Regions from separate parts of the Gossypium hirsutum genome. Here region 2 is linked to region 1. The links are chromatin contacts, called in public Hi-C maps. All regions are on one chromosome and are shown on one strand. Each heading gives the region's core, a stretch centred on a gene start, on an enhancer-like site or on the middle of the called end of the contact. The rest is flanking DNA. Distances are from core to core; before and after follow the strand shown.

Region 1 (6,495 bases), core at 2,497-4,996:
GAGAATTTCGTTAGTGAAAATTTTATGGAGAAATCATAATAAAGAAGAAGTTACATGAGAAAGAGAAAGCCAAATGAAAGAGCAATATCTTTAGTTATTTTTTAAGTATGAATTTCGAGGACGAAATTTTCTAAGTGAGAGAGGGTTGTAACAGCTCGCCTGGCAAGGTCCCGGTCTTTTATTATTGTTTAGAGTATTTTGGTGAATTAAGTGTAAGAGATGAGTAAGTAAATTTTTTTTGGTTAAGTATAGAATTCTTTAAATGTGTCATTTGGTGAACTCTTAGAATGGTGAAGATCTGTGGTTTGGCGGACTCTTCCGCTAATTGTATGCCACCCAAATGCTTTGGCGAACTCGCTTGATTTACTGTTAATTGGATTTGTTTATTATTAAATAAGAAAATTTAGTTAGTTAAATTGAGACTTGGTTAAAATGGAACTAAGCTATCGTAGATGAAATTACTTAATTTCTTATATGCACACTTAATCACGAGAATCAAGAGTGTTAGTGAAATTATTTGATTTTTTCACTAAACCTTGTCTCCGTGCTTAAGTATATAAGGGTAGCTGTGCCTTCACCGAAAATATTTTGCGTTTTATTTGTGTTCATCTTCCTCCTTGATTTTCTTTTCATTTTTGGAAAACTAAAGTCTAGAAAACCTATTTGAAATTGGGTTCGTTGTAGTCAGCCAACTTATATGTTTTCCATAGTTATTTGGTAATTATTGATGAACCCTAGGTAATTTTTAAGGTTATTTACGTGCTTTCAATTCTACATGTATAAGTTTCAGACTGGTATGTAAGGAAGGAAACTTCTTGGTTTTGGGCTAAGTGTTAATGTTTCGTGCATACATGTTTAAATCCGATGAAATAGTAATTTGATATGTTTAAATAATATTATTCTTAGCTCAAGACATTATAGAAGGTCTGAGTGACAAAGGCAAAGGACCTGCTATTTAGACCTTGTTATTTTCTGATGAGTTCCTTCTTAATTCCATGTGTTGTGATTATCTTTATTTTATAATATTGTAAGTTAAGTATTCTTACTCTGTAAAGGATGATCAATGTATGTGTGTGTGTGAATAATGATTGTCTGTCTAGAGTTATTAGTTTGAGTTCTATATGTCTGGGGAAAGAAGTATGGGTCATTTTCATGTTAAGCCACTACCATTTGCTTCTGAAATGAATGATATTATATGAAATGATCTATAGAAATGGAGTTAAAGGAAACACGTTGTGTAGCCTCCGGTAGGGCAAATATATAGTGCAGTTCGGATTGACATAACACAACTGAACATGCTACTGAATGATTCTAAATTAGGAGCTATAAGGAGAAAATGTATATAAATGAAACAGAAACATCTGATATGAATCTAACTTTGAGCTTTGGGTATGTGGCTAGTATGAAAATGGAATGTCTGAGTTTTGTTGTATTAGTGTATAGTATTCGCCTATGTGACACGCCATTGGCGTACCGAGTCTGTCTAAGTTTTGTATACGCCTTTGGGCGTACTCTGAAATGTTGAGTGATTCCTTTGAAAGATTGGATTGTGTTATTTGTATTCTGCTTAAGATCTCTAAGGAACTCACTAAGTTCTTTTGAACTTACCCTATTACTTTTTTTCTTCTTAGGCCTACTGTTGAAGGAAGACTTTTTGAAGGACTACGCTAGAGGATATCTGCTGCTGTGAGACATCTGTTTATTTGTACTATGCATGGCATATGGGGGGTGGTGTCTATTTGTATTTTGAGATGGAATTGTGATTGAAATTTATGATTGTTCAACAATGTTTTAATAAAATTATCTTATTGAAGTTTATACGTCATTTGGCTAATACTTTATTATAATATTTTATTAAAGGTTTAATTCAAACATTGCAAATTATACAAAATTTTCGCTAGAAACAATTTTAAATATGGATGATTTCTATGTAGTGGCACATCATACTTGGGTCCTTCTTAGGGATCGAGTTTGGCGTGTTATAGTTTTATCTATTGAAATATTTTAGGTTCTTTATTTGAGATTTTTAATATTTAGATATTGTATTATTTTAATTTGAATTGTGGCATAAGATATAAGATTTGGGTTTTTTAGCTTGCATGTCATTTAATTTAATTTAAGGATATTGAATTATGAATATTAATTAGTTTGCATGATTCTCGGTTTTTATTAAAAACATAAATAGATATCACTTTTTTGTTGTTAAACTATAATTAAAAATCTTGAGTAATAAATGAATCGGTATTTAACTAAGTTTACTTCTAAAATAAACAAATATTTTAAATTGACAGTTTATAAAATTTTGATAGCTAATTGGGTCATCTTGGTGACTAATGTAATCTTCCGAATTCGGGTTTAACGTTTAGGCCAGATTGGAAAGGTTACATGTATTTTCTAAAGTATATGTGAAATGAGGGGAATACCTGCAAATTTAGATTTGTTACTTTATATAAATATTGAGCTTTTGGTAATTTCACAACTGAGTTGGGACCTGGTTGAAGGTGACACCAACTCAGTCAAAGCTTTAAATAATAATAAGTATTTGTTAAAAAAATAATAGGAAGTATAAATATATAATTTGATATAATCATGTTTTTAATAATATAACTTTTAATATAAATATAGTATTAATATTTTTAATTATAAATAGAATAAATATAAATATAATTTTATTATTAAATTTAAAATAAATTTTGATAATTTATTATATATTAATATATGTACACACATTTTCATTTCATAATATCTTTAATAATATTTGTCTATTCTCACCTCATCGCTACAACTGCATTTAAATAAAAAAATCATATTACTAAATTTAAGCTCATTGTAATCGTAATTATTCTCACTACCACTATCTCACTAGAGTCAAACTCATCACTCATATGAGGGGAGCCTTAGATAGAGAAAAAAAAGTAAATAATTGTTAATGGGTTTTTTTATAATTGGGGGCAAAGAATAAGGTTGATTGTGTTTTATTTCAAGTTTTCATTCCTACAACATAATACTCTTACAATTAGGCTAAGAGATTGTTGACAATTGTTAATAGATTTTAAACATTTGAAGTATATATACCTTTGATCTTTCCAGAAATTTAGTAGTAATTATTTAATTTGAAATTGAATTAATCTCAATCGAAATTAAAAATAGTTTGTCTAAATGAATAAATGGTTGGAAGAAGTAGTAGTAATTTTTTTAAAAGTATTTTAACAAAATTCATTTTTAGCAATTAATATTATTAAAACAATTTGACTTAAATATTACTTTTGGTCCAAACAATATTTTATACTCACACTTTAAATAAAAAAGACAGTTATACCAAAAAAAAAAGTTATTGTTCAAGATTTATTGTAAAAGCCAAACTTGAGGTTATTTAGTTCGTTAAGTTTTTACTCGTGTTAGTATATGCATTGTTTTATATTTTCTCCATCTATGCCCTTTCTATTGGATGATTTTGAATATGGTATAGTTATATCTATAATAGTAACATCTAGAGATTTTACCTGTGGACACGTGGAATGATGGCCTTCCTTTTTATACGTCACGTCTACTTTTACCTTATTTCATGGTTAAATCTTAATTATCATCCACCCATTTTTTTTTTGAATAAATTTTCAGCAGGATTTTATTGGAAATAAGAAACCCAAACATAAATGTCCAAAACACAGACAAAGCAAACTTAACAAAAAAAAAAAACAAAGCCCCAATGCATAAAGCCCAAAACAGAAAAATAACAAAACCCCAACAGACGACAATCCAACAAAAACAAAAGAAGTATGCTCTAGGGTCTATTAAAGACAACATCAGGCATCATTAAACCTACTCGACTCCTGAACAAGCAGATGTTAAAAATCATAAACATCATAAGTAAATACTTTCCTTTTAATTTTTCCCAACCTTTTATCTGCTCTTCTTTCCTCTATTCGATTCTCATGCTTCAAGCTTTCTTCTTTGACACTCATTGGCCTAGTGTGCAGAGACCCCCCTTCGATCCTTCTCCACCTCCATTGCTATATTCTCAGGTAAAGCAATCCTCATGTCCCAATGTTCCCCTTTTTGAAGTCCTTCTGTGGCCAACATATATGCCACTCTGTTGATATCCCAAAAACCATGCTTAAGTTGACAAATACGGAACCCATCTTGCAATGTTATGTATAGGATAAGATAGGTTGTTAAGCAATTTGTTATACAAACTAATAGTCTGTTAGTAGAGTTTGTTAATAGCAGTTAGTCTTCCTTTTGTATATAAGACCTACTAATGTACTGATCAAATCAACCAAGAATATCAGAATATCCATTTGTTTCATTCACATTTATTTTGTATTTCTCCTTTTGAATTTCTTCATTTCTGTACTTACTAACATGGTATCAGTCGCCTAACGTTCTTGGAGGTTCTTCTCACTACGTCCATGGCAAATTCCATTGACTCTACTGCTGCTGATCGTGGCAGTCCTGCACTCTCTGGCGTTCGATTGGTTCAGACTTTTCCTAGGCATGACACGGTGAAATTGGATGAATGTAGTTTCGTACAATGGTAGCAGCATATACAGTTAATAGTTGAGGGATACAAGTTACTCGGATATTTAGAAGGGACGTTACCTGCTCCGCCTCGATTCATCTCCTCTCCGGACGGCGTTCTCACTCCAAATCCTGATGCTTTTGTTTTCCTTCAGCAAGATAAGCTTCTTGCTTATTGGCTTCTCTCTCTACTATTAGTTCTCCTCTGTTGTCTTGTTTTACATCAGTGAAATCTGCTTGTGACGTTTGGAGCACGGCCAATCACTTTTTTACTGCTGCTACTGGAGCAAAAATATCTCAAATCCGGCACGACCTTCATTCAATCAAGAAAGGAACCATGTCAGTCAAAAATTATATAGCGAAAATAAAAAATACTTGTGCGCTTCTTGAGGCCTCTGGATCTGCAGTTCTCGAGGTGGAGAAGGTGGAAATAATACTTGCCGGAATCTCATCGAAGTTTGATACTATTTTAACTCTTGCATCATTCTTGACCGAGTCTCTTCCACTACAAAAACTTGTCGATGCTCTTCTAGAATTTAGGAACCGCCAAAATCGTGTGGCAACAGAAGCGTCGTTTCTTATGAATCTTGTTGAGTCTACTTCGTCGACCCTGGTGGTTGACACCGTGCGTGGTGGTCATTCGTCTTCATCTACTCTTGGGCAGGGATTCAAATAGCGGGCCGATATCAGAATAGCGGCCGTTATATAGCGGTAGCGGCACCGTTCGAAACCGCTTTTGCTGAAAATAGCGGTGTGAAGCGGAGTCACGCCAATAGCGGTGGGTCGCGGCCGCAACTTAACGGGTAACGGCCAATTGCGGCAATAACGGGCCGCTATTCCTGTTATTTTCCGTTACAGTAAATTTTAAAAAAAAAGTCATCCCCTCAAACAAAAATCGACAGAAACAGTGAAAAACAAAAGGGAATATATTCCCCCACCTGCAAAGTGCAAAATCAGAGAGCTTTCAATAAAAAAAAAAGTAAAAAGAAGTCAAAGAAACAAAAAAAGTAATCAAAACTCAAAACCAATAGAAAAAGAAATATGAAATTCTGTTTCTTATATATGGGCAAACAACAAGCAGCAGATGAAAGCAAGGAGCCGAGCCAACTGCCGAGGACTTGAATCTGAAAAGCAAACCCATCTATTTCCTCTTCGAAGTACTTCTAGGTTTCTTCCAGTTCTTTCTCAGCCCTTCTAAGTTCTAAGCCAGTATTCCTTTACTTGGTTTTTCACACTTTCAAGTTTCAACAGCAGTAGAGATTCGACCATTTTTTTGATAGTCTGATGAGTTGGAGGCTTGGAGCCTTGGAGGCTACTGGTTAGGGTTAGGGAATAGAAAGAATCGTTTCATTTTCTTTTAATTTTTCTGTTTTTGTTTTTGTTTGTGGCTTTATTGGCAATTGGCATGCTGCTCTGTTTTGTTTCTTCTTTGACTCTTGTTTTACTCATTAATTAGGGGCAGCCACCGTCCATTTTAACCACTAGAAAATAGGCATGTAAATTGTGCTTTTATCCACCTATCCATTGTTAAAATTTGTCTTAAAATAATTATTTGAAAATTTCTTTATTAAATTTAAATATATATATATAAATTTCTGGACACAATTTTTAATATGACATGGACTTCATATATAAAGTTGTGTTCTCATATCATATTAATAAAGATTTATAAGTGCTAGAAAACATTCTAAAATCATTAAAAGTGAATTTTTATAATTATAATTATAATTACTATGTTTTACAAATAAGTTGTGCGAATTTGAAAAAAAATCACGATCGCGATACCCGCAGTGACCGCAATAGCGTCCGTTATGTCCACGACCGCGACAAACGCGACGCGACCGAAAACGTGACCGCGACCGCAATTTAAATCCCTGCTATTGGGCAAAGGTTTTAGCTCCAGATTCAATGCCAAATCTATGGACATTATGGTCACTTAGTGCAACATTGTTATTATTATTTTGATCGAGAGTACGG
Region 2 (6,376 bases), core at 2,182-4,681, 370 kb after region 1:
ATATTGGCATAAGGATCTCTAGCAGATGCTTCTCTGTCTGAAGGGGGCCTTGCTTCCCTTAGTCTATCATGAGCTTCCCTATTTGGGTGTTCACGGATTCGAGCTGCTGCCCTTGATGGAGGAGAGTGGACAGGCAGTGCAGTTGAATGAACTGCAACAGGTTGGAACAATTTAGTGAGTTTCCAAACCTGAAAGGAAAAATTCAGATGTCGTTAAAGCCAAAATATGAAAGGAAACTAGCAACACCAAACTGCCAGGTAAGAATACTACTCCTCACTTGTCTAGCAGTAAGTTCAGTTTTGAATTTGTTATTTTTATTATAATTTTCCTTGATTGGCTTCTTGAATATGCTTTCTGCCAGAGGAAAACAATCAGCATGGACGCTGAACCGCACCTGAAAAAGATGTCATTGGTACATAAATCTCTTGGGTGAAGAGGAAGAGTTGTAACTAGAGGAAGATGGCTATACTGAAATGGTACCTGAGCAGGGAAAGCCCCACCAAAAGCCTCGGGCTCAAGTTTCATGCCACCAAAAGCGGATGCTTTATAAACCCCATACATAAGTTTGAGGTCATAATCATATAGAAAAAGCTTAAGCCCTCGTCTGATACCCAACACAAGATCTTTTTTACCATTTGATACCCCCATTACACGGTACCGGAAACAATCGGGCTTGGTCTTTGCATTGCACGGAAATATTAGACCATCAATCCTTTCTTTCATCTTATTTTCTTGTTTCTTTCCCTTACCATCATTTTTTTCTTTATTCTTGTTATTATTCTCTGAAATCCTGCGCTTTTCCATCTGCTCATTCCATTTTCTCCTTTTGTTACCTCTCAGCTTCTCTTCATTCTTCCAGTTCTTATTCAAAAGACCAGGCCCCCCTCCCCTTCTTCGCTTTCTGGAACTTTGACTTAACTTACTACTCTTTTCCTTGCCACCTGACCCATATGTATTTTCTTCATTCTTTTCGATCTGCCGGCTATTCTCTACATGCACCATACTGGTGGTAGCATCCTTTTGTGGGTTTTCTTCCCTTGAATTTTGCTTCTTAGCATCACTTTCAGTTGCTTTACTACCTTCTGATAAACTCTTATTTTTCTTCTTTCGATTTCTCCTCCGATCCTCAGAAGTATGAGTGGCTTTTCTTGTCTTCAAGAAATTCCTGGCCATCGACTTTGCAATGTCAGATTTGGCCTTTGATAAATTTGAGCTTCTCTTTTCAGATGCTTGTGATAGTGCCAAACCTACTCCAGCACTGTCACCTTCATTTTTGTTATTTTCTTGCTCCATGGTCAACACCCACAGAGTGATAGAAGCCAATTGTTTTCCTGGTCAAATTAACAATCAAGCAGATAAGAGCAGTTTGGGAATGTCTAGAGCCAGTCAAGCACAGGAAATAAACTTCTTGAGAAAAAAGAACATATGGAATAAACTGGTTTTTATTTATTAAAAGCCGTATCCACTTTACCGTATATGTAAATTGCATATTTTAACATAAATATTGGATGAATACGGTTACAGAAACTAGAAACATTTGTGCAAGAAACTTCATGGTCTCTCTTAGCAGTAGAGCCTGATTTCTAAAGTAGACACAGAAATATAGTCTGCCCCCAAATACTAGTGTATTTACTGGAAAAAATCCATATTGAAATTAAAAAATATATCAATTTGCTATAATGTCTTCTTGTCATGCCCTTGTACCAATCAAAATTAAGAACTTCCTAAGGTCTATAAGCAAAGCAATAAGATATGTAAAGTTTTAACTAGGATTGGAACAGGATGAAGAAAAATATCACTGAAAATGAGAGACTTCTCCCAGTTTTCTTATACTTAGGAACATTTGAGCAAGAGAAGTAGTGGTCCCACCTAGTGATGGTGCTTGATTTATAAAACTGGCTCAAAAGCAGACATGAAAACATAGAAAGTCCCAAACACCTCTGGTATATTCACCAGTAAAACCCATATCGAGTCAAACATTGTTTGCTATAACTTCCTCTCAATCATCCATGCATTTGCACCAATCAAAGATAAAAACTTGCTAAGGTCAAAACCACAGCAAACAATACAACTGTGAAAAGTTGACATGAAAACATAGAAAGTCCCTTCTTTTCTCCTACTTAGAACTAAGAAGGAACTTAACAGCGGAAAATTGAAGTTTCTCCATTTTCTTTCTCACCAAATACTACATTAACCGGGGATATAAAAGATAGTAACAACAGTATAGAATAACATATCTCATTTAAATCTTTTCTTCCCTTCCACCAATTTTCAGAAATCTACAAAACTTCTCAATTTCAGTTCTAAATAACTCATTTTTATTCTAAATGTTTGCTTCAAAAATTAAGAACTTCCTAATTGTCAATACCAAAGCAAAGCAATAAAATATTTAAAGCTATAAGTTGGACTTGGAACAGGATGAACACAAAAATGAGATTTTTTTTTCCTTCTTTTCTCCTACTTAGTACTTAGAAGAAACTTAACTGCAGAAAACTGAAGTTTCTTAACTTTCTCTCTCACAAGACATCACATTATCCAGGGACATAAAAGTAACAAACGGCATAGAACCATCTCCTTTAACCTCTTTCTTCCCTTCCACCATTTTCCTCAAATCTAATAAACATTCTCAATTTCAATTCTAAATAACTCATTTTTCATTCTAAATGTCTTCTTCAATGCCCCGAGAAATTAAGAACACCCTCATCGTCAATACCAAAGAAATGCAATATAAATATGTAAAGTTATAAGTTGGAAATGGAACAGGATGAAGAGAACATTGTCAAAGAGAAGAAAATTTTCCCTTCTTTTCTCCTACTTGGAGCTTAAAAGGAACCTAATGCTAGCTTTCTCTCTCACCAAACATCACATTATCCACACAAATCTACTACAAATTCTTCAATTTCAAATCCAAATAACTCGTTTCATTCTAAACGGCTTCCTCAGTACCCCCAAAAGGTAAAGCTCACTGTTAATACGTTTCATCTCGTTGCACAGATATCAAATTAGATCATCAATAATCGTTTAGAGACTGATAAATTTTCGGAGGGGAATAAACAATAGCAACCAATCAAAATCAACAACTTTTTTTTTTTTGAAAATAAGGAAAGAAAACCAGAGAACAAAAGATTTCTAAAAAGTCCGTCACATGCCCTTTTTTTTTCTCCACAACCAAACAGAAGAGAGAAAATAAAATTACATTCCGCAAAAGGAAAAAAAGAAAAAAAAAGACCTGGATTGAAGTCTGATTAGAGAAACATGTTAGGGTTGTGAATTGGGGAAACTTCTAGGAAGCGTACCCTATTGAAGATATCGAACAACCCTTTTGTGACTTACTAGAATACCCTTTATGTGTATTGCTCTTACAAAAAATATGGAATATAAATCTGTGTTAACTAAGTAAAAATCCACTTCAACTAAGCAAAGTTTAATCAATAGATGTGTTTCTTATTTTCTTTGAGAATATATATATCTTAACCAAATATCAAATATTTTATAAAATAATAAATATTATTTTGAAACTGTTTTATATTTTTATATTAAGATTAAAATTCAAAATACCATAAATTTTTATATTTTAATTTATACCAATTAAGCTTAGAAGCTACTAGAATCAAGCACTAAGAATTCAAGCTTATTTCCAAGCATAAACCCACACAATTTGCAATTACAAGCATCTCATTTGGAGGTATAAAATCAAAATGTAAATAGAAATGAGAGAGAAATACATCAGTCAAGCATATTCACAAGCTTAATTAAATAACACAAATATCTTTCAAAAGGTTTGGGTAAAGAGTGTAAAGATCAATAATTCAAATCATTCAATCAAGATAAACTTTAATATCAATTCCATTATCAATGAGGGATTGAACCACAGCTCTGATTTTGCCTTCGAATTTGTCCCTCTCCCTGGGAGTATAAGAAGCTGTATACACATCGGCTTCTCTCGCTCTCTCAGCTAATATCCGCCCGATTGCCAAGCAAGCCGGAATGTCCGATCTGGATCTCAGTACTGCTTTAATGTCTTTCGAGTTTGTGCCTGCGACTGCAACTTGCTTACATGTCACCCTATGTGTGACAGAAGCGGAAACAAACCGCTTCGAGATGAAGACATCGAGTGTAAATGGTTCCATGTAGGCTTCGGTCCGTTGTTTAAATGAGACATGCTTGTTCGGATTCTTCGACTTTTTTCCTTTCTGATAAGTGTATGGCTTGCTATTATCATCATCAAGAAAATCCTCTACCCCAAAAAAACTTCTTGGTGAACAATGAACCTGTACAAGGGAAAATGTTGTATAAAGTCTGCAACTCTGAACTTCACAAGCTAATGAAGCAACACTTCGGCACCAGTGGGCCTCGAACCCAGATAAAGGGATAATATCACTAAAAAAGGGATAATATCAAACTATACACTTCTCAATATTTGAGCATTCAACAATAAACATGAGACTATAAGGAAATCATGCATTTTGGCCGACAAAAGAAAAAGAAAATTTTGCATGTTTTGCGGAAAAATTGGACTACTCTTTAGACTTCATTATCAAACACACACATATATGCATATTGCACCTTAGTTCAACAAGCCAATGCTTTTATTTTTTGCACATTGCATCTTAGGCATATAAGCATAGATTGATAATATGAATTGGACAGATGATGGGGTTGAGATTTGATGTAAACAGAGTTATATGCATGCAGATTAAGCAAAAAGAAATAGGAAGAAGGAATGAAGCAGGTATTTTTCTGGAAAAGTTGAACCTTTCAACTAGATTTACACAACTTCCTTCCAATTAACAAATCAAATAAATGAACAGCTTATATACATCATCTAACTAGATTTACACGATTTTCTTTGAATCAACAGGTCAACAAAACAAAGATGCACGAACAGAGCTTATGTATTCCCTCTCTATCTTTCAAATTTTCTTCTCCACCATTTTCAAACCCCTAATGCAGGCCATACTTTACTTTAAGTTTGCCGTATGGGTAGATGTTACAATAAGTTTTAAATCTCTCCAGTCCACCCTTTTTTGGAACATTACTAGCATCATAATTTCTTCAACAGGCACGCGGTCAGAGCCCTGGGCTCCAAGCACATGACTTCATGTTCTATTTCACTCTCCACAGGGTTCATTTTCTCATGGTACTACTTTGCTATCGAGGAGCATTTAGTCTTATTTCAGTCAACACCAGTTCAATTCTTTTATTCGTCACGCTCATAAAGGACTTTGCCAAAACAAGTTGCAAAATAAGATTTTTCATGTTTTGTTTCTTGAAATATCAAACTATGAACACAATCTCTGTAAAACAATGGTTAATGGTTCTGGTTTTAATTGAAAAATATCGAAGGAGAAACGAATTGGGTATCCATAAAAAAAACTGAAGTAAAAGTAAAAGAAAAAAAAAAGTACCTACCTGTCCAGCGTGAAAAGAAGTCGTGGGCAAATACAAGCAAGGCAAAAGAAGTTTATCACCAGACTCTGAAACTACCCTTTTGCTCAACACCTTCCATATCGCTTGCTTCAACATCTTACAGACAACACCCCCTGAAAACCAGAAACAAATTGTATAAAGAAGCATTATATCGAACAGTTGAAGTGCATTGTTAAGACTAGAGCATAAAGAAAGAAAAATGAGTCTTGCACGATATGTGAGGAAAAAAATGACAAGTAAGAGGCGCTTTTGGTAGAATAAATGAAAGGGAGATGAAGACGAAGAGAAGCAAGAGAGGTAAACCTGGTATAGATGGCAAATACAAAACTGGGAACAAACTTAGGAGAGCTGGAGAACCAAGTTCCACCGTAAATAACTTCGGTTCGATACAAAGGAATATGCATATTATTTAAATACTAATAAAATGATGGCCAATTGGCAGTTTAGGCTATTTGATCTAGTGGTAAGATATCTGTTTAGGGTGCGAGAGTTCCGGGGTTCAATTCTCGGAATGCACTTTTTATTTCCGTTACCAAAGTATTTTAATTCAAATGAAAAAAAAAAAAACCATATTATTTTCTCTTCATATATATATTTTAATACTTATCTTCAATGTTCCATGTCCAATACATTGAATCATGATTAAAAATCAGGAAATTATTCGAATTTTTCCATAAATTAATTTTATTCAAGTTTCAGTGTAATCCACTACATCAGAACAGGGACGCAATAATCTCCCGCATCAACTCTTCAGGTGCTGCAAAACAAACACAAATTAAAAACCATATTAACAACCTCCACAGTCCACACTAATTACATATATTTCTCCAGTATTAGGATGTACTTTTGTGGAAGAAATAACACAGATCATCACCCCAAAGTACACATAGTAACCTATGTTACTGTCGAATACAAATAAGGGTCCATTTTGTTTAATTTTCACAAG

Evidence for each region. A called contact is a pair of places that touch in the nucleus more often than the background predicts.
Region 2: a contact with region 1 is called in a Hi-C map of leaf, with 2.6 times the contacts expected there. The contact joins the promoter of LOC107895015 here to the enhancer-like site in region 1. A contact is called at or near these places in 4 of 34 Hi-C or Micro-C datasets (callus, leaf and petal).

The regions. Positions count from the first base shown.
Region 1 is chrD13:33,714,590-33,721,084 of Gossypium_hirsutum_v2.1, forward strand. No RefSeq gene overlaps it. Among protein-coding and RNA genes, the nearest start is that of LOC107918818, 13 kb to the left of the region's middle. Within about 2 kb of position 3,747, at least 4 of the 9 cell types and tissues checked have an H3K27ac peak or open chromatin away from gene starts, as enhancers often do. A contact at or near this core is called in leaf, where this site is marked.
Region 2 is chrD13:34,080,694-34,087,069 of Gossypium_hirsutum_v2.1, forward strand. It overlaps LOC107895015, which reads right to left and starts at 3,432. Exons shown (of 3, transcript XM_041108848.1): 1 at 481-3,432; 2 at 278-394; 3 at 1-188. The coding sequence starts at 1,293. LOC107895019 (50S ribosomal protein L18) reads right to left here and starts at 5,940. Exons shown (of 3, transcript XM_016820204.2): 1 at 5,734-5,940; 2 at 5,413-5,543; 3 at 3,727-4,271. The coding sequence starts at 5,526. The coding sequence ends at 3,819. LOC107895018 (bifunctional 3-dehydroquinate dehydratase/shikimate dehydrogenase, chloroplastic) reads right to left here. Exons shown (of 9, transcript XM_016820203.2): 9 at 5,991-6,187. The coding sequence ends at 6,144.